3 separate regions of the Mus musculus genome follow, and all the other regions are linked to region 2. Evidence: chromatin contacts called from public HiChIP or PLAC-seq data. All regions are on one chromosome and are shown on one strand. Each heading gives the region's core, a stretch centred on a gene start, on an enhancer-like site or on the middle of the called end of the contact. The rest is flanking DNA. Distances are from core to core; before and after follow the strand shown.

Region 1 (2,700 bases), core at 56-2,555, 690 kb after region 2:
GAAGCTAAATTCTCTCATCCCAACAGCCTGGATGCGGAGAAGGTAAGGGAGACGGGAGGACTCAGAACACAGATACTGTCACCCCACTTCACAAGGACACCCCGAAAGCTGTCCACACAGAGCCATACAGAGGGAAAAACGGGGCTCCAGCACTTTCCTGCCCTTAGGAGAGGGAGAATGGGAGAGAGAAGAAGCATCTGCCAGCAGCTGCCCTGCTTCCTGTCCATGGCAAAAGGCCTTTTGTGTTGGTTCCTTGGAGCCTCTGAATCCTGTGACTAAGCCAGCCATCAAGCAAGCTGAAGCACTGGTCTTCAGCAAGAACACTTCTGTGAGGTGACAGCTTTAACCGGCATGGCCTGGCTTCTTAAAAGACTTTGACACCAGGGTTTTGGTTTGTGTTTGTTTTTTAATCTTGCTGGAATAGCAGCTTATACAGGGAGGAAGCAGGGATGGTGGGGGCGGGGCGAGGGGGGGAGGTAAGGATGATATGGGATGGGAATGAATAGGGTGGAGCTCCCAACTTCTAAGGACTTGGTGGTCTGTGCCGCTTTGTCTCTGGACGCCGACCCCAGATTTCCAGAGCCTTAGCAGACTTGTACTTCCTGTGTCCCAATCCTTTCTTCTCCCTCTGGGAGGCAGCCGTGCAACAGGGCTATTATGTATGGCGTTTGCATCCGTTCAACCCACCACCTCCCCAAGGAGCAGAGGGGCCCCAGAACCTCTCATCCTGGATTAGAATACTGCTCCACCCCCTCGTCCTGACACCTGCCTGGGATTCACTTAGTCTCGGCAAGAACTCCCAAATTCCAAATTCCAAAGCCGAGTCTTCATGTTCTTCCCTGCCAAGAAGGCAGAGAGGGGCTCTGAAAGCCACACCCTGGGCTTCTGGCATGTCTTTCCTATACTGAATTGTCAGCAGTAAAGCACCTGGTCCATTACTGAATTAACAGTCTCCCCAAAGATGCTTCATACAGAAGTGGTGGTTTGCTTTGGGGATCTGTTTATTGGTTTTTTGGTTTTTTTTTTGTTTGTTTGTTTGTTTGTTTTGTTTTTAACCTAACCTAAACCAGAACACAGTTCTCATCCAGGCTGTACCAGTTAACTCCACAACCTTAAAGCTGCGAGCCTTATATGGATGGTGATTTCTCTAAAAAGGAAAATTATGCTGCATCACTTTTCTTTCTATCTTTTTTTTTTTTTTTTTTTTTTTTTTTTTTTTTAAGTTCTGCAGCAGGAGGCCTTTACGCAATGCGGGATGTTGGCGAGCCGGGCTTTTGCTGCCCCCTCGTGGCGGCGAGTGTGTATCGGTTTAGAGGCTGCAACTGCGGTAGCTTAGCGGGCAATGCGGTGGGCATAGATGATTTTGTGCAGAGTTCTGAGGAACATGGTTGGCTCTGGTTCAAGGGTGAGAATTACACATTTACAGCTGGGTCTAATGCCTTCCCAGCTACCCATCACCAGGGCAGGCCAGGTTCAGCAGATCTTAGAGGATCCTACCTAGATCACGTAAACCTAGTACCCGCTTCCTCACAGGGCGCCCTCCCTGACCACTACGTCGGGGAGGAAGAGGCACGGAACAGATAGTGTGCTTTTTCTCAGGCCCTACAGTCTCCCGCGGAAAGCAAACGGCTCCAAAACCTAAGCTGTAGAGGGAGAGAAAGAGGTCTCCACTCGAGCCCTGACATGCACACCGCGAAGACTCCGTGCCCGACTTTTCCCCGTCGAGGGCCTGGAGAGAACCCCCTCAACCACCTAAAAGCAAACACGAATAAGAAATTGGTGATGGTGATGACGATGACGATGACGATGATGATGATTTCGCTGAAAATTAGTCCGAGGATTACTGGCTGTCCTCTGTGACACAGAGCCCCAGCTTAGGGACATTCGCACAAGACCTCCCCCAGACTTTTAATAACCAAGCTATGAACTTCCATTCCTCAGAAGGATAGGGGGCAGGACGTTGGATCAATTTGGTTTACCACGAACCGGGAGTTAATGAATAAACCGATTCCCTTTTTTGAGAAAGTAATTTTTGGCCCGGACTGCTCTTGGAACTTCCCTGTGGCCTGTGCTTCTGTTAATGTGTAAGAAGATACTGAGTTGGGCTTCTCATATTCGCTGTGGTATATGCTGTTACAGTTTAATAAAGTACCATGTGGTAGAATTTCATTCAAAAATTTTTTCCACAGATTTATCCCAGGGAATCTAAGAGTCAAGTCCTGGAGAAAGTCTTGTTTAGGTTGACCACACACAGAGAGGGGATGTGAGGTGTCCACTTAAATGGCACCCAAAAATATCAAAGCTTAGTGTCTGGAGGAGATAGATGTGGATGGTGGGATGGCTCAGTGGGTAAATGCAAGTCTGATGATCTGAGTTCAATTCCCAGAACCCTCCTAAAAATGGGAGGAAGGAACTGACTTCACAGATTTGTAGATGGTGGTAGATGTTCTACTGAGTACAACCACAGAAGAAACATGTCTGCAAGCAACACTCAGCCCTGGACCAGCACAGAGAAAAGGGAGGACCCACGTTGACTGGAACCCTGGAAATTGTGTCACAGGAGAGACTCTGAGGACGCTGAATGCCCTGGCTTCATTTCTGGTGCTGTGACAAAAGCAGACTGACAGAGAGCAGTTCAGCTGGGAAAGGGTTTCTTTCTGTTCAAACTCCCAGTCACATCACAGTCACAACCAACAACTG
Region 2 (2,874 bases), core at 217-2,716:
ACTTAAACTCCACTGTTAACAAACACAGCATGGTTTTTTGATTCTGGTTATAATCATCAATAAATGCAGAGACTGCCCCACAGAAACCATACCTTAAGGGAAAAGACTGGGCTCAAAGGCCCAGTCCTGACCACTCAGCCAGTTCCCGGCTACTTGTAGGGGAAGGTCACCTGACCTGAGAGCCAGGGTCTCCCTGGTAAGGAAGTGGCAGGACCAGTTTGTCATGGAGGTGGAATTAATTGATGAAATGACTGGACAGTACTGTGTTAAAGGCAGTGAAGATGTAGGCTCTTTAAGTCTAACATTGAGAGAGACAACCCAGCCTTCAGACTACTCGTCTAAGTAAGTTGTGTATCATCGTCCGCTGGCTTAGCAGCCACTTGGCAAGCTCAGTTTCGGTGTCAGGTGTAATTTGTCTTTAAAAATGAAGTTAAGGGCATGCACCTTAACCTTCCCACCAAAGCAAAGAGCAAAACCAAAGCACAGCGTTAACCCCTTCATGCCGTGTTTTGTTCCCGCTGACGAGCGCCCCTTTCTGTCGATGCACCATTGTGATTTTATTCTATCACATGGGTTTTCCTCTTTCCAGGCGATGAACTTTGTGAGGATCGAGTTTTCCCCATTTTTAAACTGTTGTGGGTGTCTCGTGCACAGTGTGTCAGTCAAGTGAGTGGTTGGTGAGAGGAAAGAAAGTATGTGTGGATAGAAGCAAACCATTTATGACTTACAATCTCAAGGCAAACACTTCATGAAAATGGGGACCCTATGTGCCTTGAGGGCCCCCTTTCCAAGTAGTCAGCGCTCAGTATAGTAGGAGACCCCAAAGAAATGTGCAAAGAAAAGAAAGGGCCAGCTCCAGGTGACGGGGTTAGGAGTTGTGGACTTTCTTATTGTGGTTTTGTTTTTTTTTTTTTTTCTCCAGTTCATCCCCAACCCCCACCAATGTCTCATCCCAGAGCTGGAGGCTCCCTTGGGAGAAATCCCCAGGCCTGATCCAACTCTGGTCACTTTAGATCCTACTCCTTATCAAAACTAGCTCCTGTGTCCTCTTTCTGCAGGGCTGGTCTGTGCCCCCACTCCACCCTCTACTAATTTAATGACTACACATTCCTATACTAGTTACAGACATCAAAGAGTATTGACAGGTAATATGTTCCAGTCAAGGGAATGGAAGCAATCCGCAACACTTAACCCAAAAGACAGGCCCAATAAAACCCCATTAGGAGCTGTGCCGGAGTGTCAGATTCCCCATGCCGCCTCCTCCGTGGCCCATATTGGAGCCAGCCCTTGGAAACAACAGGCTGCCTGTAGGACTCCTGATCTTATCTATCCACATTTATACTGGGCTCTGCGGTGGAGCAAGCTGTAAATGTGATAGTTGCAACACGCCCTTTAGAATACTAAATTCACTGCTGATTAAATAAAATGGCTGAGTGATCTGGAATCAGCCCCACAGAATGGACTCAGAGAAAAATGAACCAAGATCCTGGGCTTGTGCTGCAGCTGTACTCATCTCTCACTAGGTCGGATGTGATGCTAACGGGAGCTCCCACGTGGTTATTTCTCCTGTTTCCCAGCGTGAAACCCAGGAATAAAGTACCATGTATGCCTAAAGCTAGCCCCTCTTACAGAAGAGAAGGCCAGGTTTCCTCTGTTGAATTTTTCTCTTTACTTATTTGTTTGAGAGCACTCTTGAACTCTCTTTGGAGAATCAGGTCGCCCCATTTGATTCTCAACTGTGGGCAGTATATTCATGTAATGGAAAGTGTTACTAATCCTTTAAGAGCCAGTGTGAGCTACTGCTGGGTTAGAAAGATTCTAATAACTGGGCTTTTGTCTGTGATCGCTGATAACATTTTTAATTAAAGTTGGGCAGTCATTTGGTAATAAGTACAGCTGGAGCAGAGCATGCTATTGTTCTAGAACCGATGGAGTTCAAATTCAGGTTTTCCCAAACAGGTACGTGACCGAAACACTGGTTTCTGTCCCACTTTGGGACGCCATTTTCACTTTCAAGGTGTCTACCATAGTTAACTGCTACTTGAAATATTTGTAGCATTTTCCTTTAAATATATTTTCTACTCTACATGAGTGTTTTAAGGCCATAGATGGAAAACTACTCTTCCTTGTTCTTAGCTGAAGATAATCAATACAATGGAAGTTAAAGATCATTAAATTCTAATTACATAATACCCTTACTAAAAACAAACCTGCCTCCATTTATTATTAACCTGGGATTTGGACAGGCTAACACATCGGGGGCTCTGACGGATGGAAAGAGCCTTCTCCTTATTATTTCAGTGCCGGCCTATCTTTGATTAACACTGCCTTTGAAAACCTCGTTCCCTTCTTTTTGTGTCTGACTGGCTAGATCTAGACAAACAGAACAATCATGCTATTTATAGGAGGTAGGTGGTGGCTCTCTCTGCACACACCCAAGAAGTGGTTAGAATACACAAATGTGGACATGACAAAAAATCTACAATGAGTGTATGGAAGGAAAACCGCCTTGAATAAGCGAGCACTTAATACTAACGTGTTGCTGCAGAGGGCTTCTGCTTTGGAGGCTTGACCCTGTTCTGGCTGAAAGGATGCTTGATAAAGTCGGTATATAATGGGCAGTCAAGTGGATGTTAAGTCAAAGAATGCCAAGGACATTCACAAGGCTCCTAGCTGGTACTGTGCTGAGCATCCCAGGTGGGGAGTGCTGGAGAGGTTGTGGGAAACAAGATTGGGAGAGAAACTGGAAGGAAGGAATAGGTAAATTGCTGTGTGCCTGTGCAGCAGCTCGAGTATTGGGGACACAGGGTCTGTGAAACCAGTAGGTTTGTCTCACCAACACTATGACCCTTGAATAGCTTCAAAACTGTAAAT
Region 3 (2,830 bases), core at 237-2,736, 640 kb after region 2:
TTAACATACATCTCCTTTGCAATATCCTATAGACTTAGACTCTCTGGGCCCTTTTATCTATTCTTCACAATGTGGACACAATGCATAAGTCTCTTTTCTCTGCTTCTAGACATTATTTGTCTGTTTAGTTGGTGTACTGAGGGCATGTGAGCAAACCTAACATATTGGATCTGCCTGAACCTAGGCTTTTACCCTGAAAACTCCAGTTATACCATCAGTTTAAGTTGAAAGGCACAGGGCAGCCCAGGGTCTTACCATCCAAGCAGAGCATGTAGGTATCCCAGTCTCACTGTGCTCAGCCGGTGGTAGATGCTTGCCACCCATCCAACAGGGAAAAGTCAGTGGACATACAAGAAATAAGGGCTTTTTTCAGACCACAGCCACGGAGGGAGGATTGTTTTTTTTACTCACTGCTAGTAGTGTGGTGTGGGTGTGTGTCTGTTTGTGTGCATGCATGTATGTATGAATGTATATGTGTATGTACATACGTTTTTACATGCATGTGTGGGGCTGGAGTACATATGCAGAGACAAGAGTGGGACACAAAAGTGAGGCACCAACTGATGTTCAATATAAAGTTTCTAAATCAAAGTCAGAAGTAACCTAAGTATTACAAAACAGTGGAAAGCGTCCTCTCTCAATGTGCCTGCTACCCAAGTCCTTTCCTTAAACCTGTATCCAAAGGGCCATTTAGAATATTTTTCCTTGGGGAGTCTTTAAATAATTTGCCTCTGAAAAACTTTTATTAAAATTTAAATGCCTTAGGAAGGGGAATACTTAAGCAAGCATCTGTCACTATATTTGAAGAGGATTAGGATAGATAACTAAGAAGGGTCTGGAAAATCAGACTCTAGCTCAAGGGTAGAGAAAAAGACAGGACAGGGGGAGTAGAAACCCTGAAGGGGAGAAGCGCACACATGGAAGATGAGCTCTAAACACCATTTCCCTGGTTTTGTGTAGAGTCTTCGGGGGCAACTGCCTCTGGAGAAACACATTGCAGATCACTGAGACAAATTGAATTGGTTCAGGCTACAGTAGCAGAGAAGCCAAGGAACTGCCTGGCTGGAGGGCTTTCTGATGAAAAAAAAAGCAAACAGTGGCCTGGCTGGAGAGATGGCTCAGTCTTATAAAGGCTAGGCTCATGACCAAAACACCAAGAACAAACTGTGGCTTCTTAGGAGCTCTGTGACCTCAAACTGTTTGCAGCCTGGCCACTGCTAGACACCATCACGGGTGCATCAAGCCGTAGATGGGTGGAGAAATGGGACCTGCAATATCTGTAAGGGGACCAGGTCCAGGTGGGCAGCCTCCAGTGTGAAGGGAACTTGGGGAGGAGATGCAGAGAAAGCAATGATGGGTGGAGAGCAAGAGCAGAAGAGTGGGGAGGGAAGGTTAAGCATCTGGAAAATTACTGCAGTCTCAGGGCTTTAGCTGCCTCAAAGCCCAATGAGTCATCAGCTGGTTGCCTAGGCAACAGCTATTTTCCTTCTGCTGCTGATCAATTTCATCTGCACAAATGTCCCATGAAGCCGTGAGCTGTGAAGATAATAGACCCGAGTCACAGAAATCCCTGCCAAACGAGGTCTGCATTTTAAATGTTCTGAGCCAGACTTTATGCATATCCAGCTGTCTCCATCTCTGCAGTCTCCATCCTAACCACAGAGAGGCAGCCAAGGAGGGGCAGGAACAGGCAGAGGAGGGGACTGTCACCTGTTATCCTAGTGACAAGCCCAGGGACTGCAGCTACCAGACCTCACCACCTCCAGTTTGCCAGGGTAGATATATAGCCATCTTTGTTACATTTCTCTGAGCAGAAATGGATGTCTGGATGTGAAGCAGCCCCAGAGGTCGGTCCAGTGCCCTTCAGCCTGTGCTCTCAGATTCAGAGCAGAAGATGGTGCTCAATGGTCCACGCATCATTCCTGTGCCTGTTTTATCTCCTCCCCCACCTCACCCTTGGCATTTGTGACTGCATCAAATATGTGAATGTAATTATTTGTGTGTTTTCCCCACGAAAGCAAATGAGGACCGTCATTTTTCCTATACATCAGGTATCCTTATCTTCTGGCCTACCTCATCAGCCTGCACATATTAAATAATCAGAAGTTTGTTGAGCAACAAGTGGACAGATGACTGCATTTTGTTTTGTTTTGTTTTGTTTTTAAACCTCCCTCTGAATGAGGTAAATCCATTTCTAAGGTCACTTCTACACTACAGATATGGCAGTAGCTATATAATACGACAAAGTCAGAAATTGCCATAACTTTTGTGTTTTCTATCATTCAGTCTTGTAACCTGCCCCCTCCCAAAAGAACAGATCTGAGTTTCATATATACATGGTCAGCTGGTAGCACAAAAATGAAAGAAGCGCCACGTCCTTCGTATGCCGTTATCAGTCAGGACACGCACATTCCATACATGTTCTCATCACATCAATGATTTTATAATTCCCATTTTACAGATGAAGAAAATGAGACTAAGAACAGTTATATAGCATATGGATGGTAGCCTCAGCTGCCATTCTGGACCAGAACTCTTCTCCACTTCCTGATATCTCATGTGCCACTGTATCCCTGTAGGTGGCATTTCCAAAAGCACATTGCTCCTCCTTCAAACAGCCTGGATGACATGTCAGCCTGAAGCGGTTTTTATGTGCCCTGTATTTTCCAAGCACCTCCATCTAAAGCCAAGGTATTGACGTACTCATGTGAGCCTCCCTACAGTCCTGTTTGCCGGCTGGGCAGATATCATCTGCCACATATTTTAGATGTCGAAAACAGAAAACAAAAAGCCCAATGACTTGCTTGAAATCATTTTGCTGAATGCACCT

The links. HiChIP or PLAC-seq counts read pairs in DNA pulled down with a chosen protein or histone mark.
Region 1: an H3K27ac HiChIP or PLAC-seq map of VIP interneurons shows a contact between it and region 2, with 15 times the contacts expected there. The contact joins two enhancer-like sites. A contact is called at or near these places in 1 of 15 datasets of contacts at CTCF or cohesin (large pre-B cells), 19 of 484 Hi-C or Micro-C datasets (bone marrow-derived macrophages, cerebellar granule neurons, cerebral cortex and 10 more), 5 of 115 datasets of contacts at active chromatin or transcription factors (VIP interneurons, embryonic basal ganglia, embryonic hindbrain and 2 more) and 1 of 9 other capture datasets (embryonic stem cells).
Region 3: an H3K27ac HiChIP or PLAC-seq map of VIP interneurons shows a contact between it and region 2, with 5 times the contacts expected there. The contact joins two enhancer-like sites. A contact is called at or near these places in 3 of 115 datasets of contacts at active chromatin or transcription factors (SST interneurons, VIP interneurons and large pre-B cells).

Annotation. Positions count from the first base shown.
Region 1 is chr1:165,119,261-165,121,960 of GRCm38.p6, forward strand. No RefSeq gene overlaps it. Among named protein-coding and RNA genes, the nearest start is that of 4930568G15Rik, 29 kb to the left of the region's middle. Within about 2 kb of position 1,306, at least 36 of the 459 cell types and tissues checked have an H3K27ac peak or open chromatin away from gene starts, as enhancers often do. A contact at or near this core is called in VIP interneurons, where this site is marked.
Region 2 is chr1:164,432,940-164,435,813 of GRCm38.p6, forward strand. The region is part of intron 13 of Nme7 (NME/NM23 family member 7); the gene reads left to right. Among named protein-coding and RNA genes, the nearest start is that of Gm39690, 16 kb to the left of the region's middle. Within about 2 kb of position 1,467, at least 15 of the 459 cell types and tissues checked have an H3K27ac peak or open chromatin away from gene starts, as enhancers often do. A contact at or near this core is called in VIP interneurons, where this site is marked.
Region 3 is chr1:165,074,320-165,077,149 of GRCm38.p6, forward strand. The region is part of intron 1 of 4930568G15Rik (RIKEN cDNA 4930568G15 gene); the gene reads right to left. Among named protein-coding and RNA genes, the nearest start is that of Gm51669, 15 kb to the left of the region's middle. Within about 2 kb of position 1,487, at least 121 of the 459 cell types and tissues checked have an H3K27ac peak or open chromatin away from gene starts, as enhancers often do. A contact at or near this core is called in VIP interneurons, where this site is marked.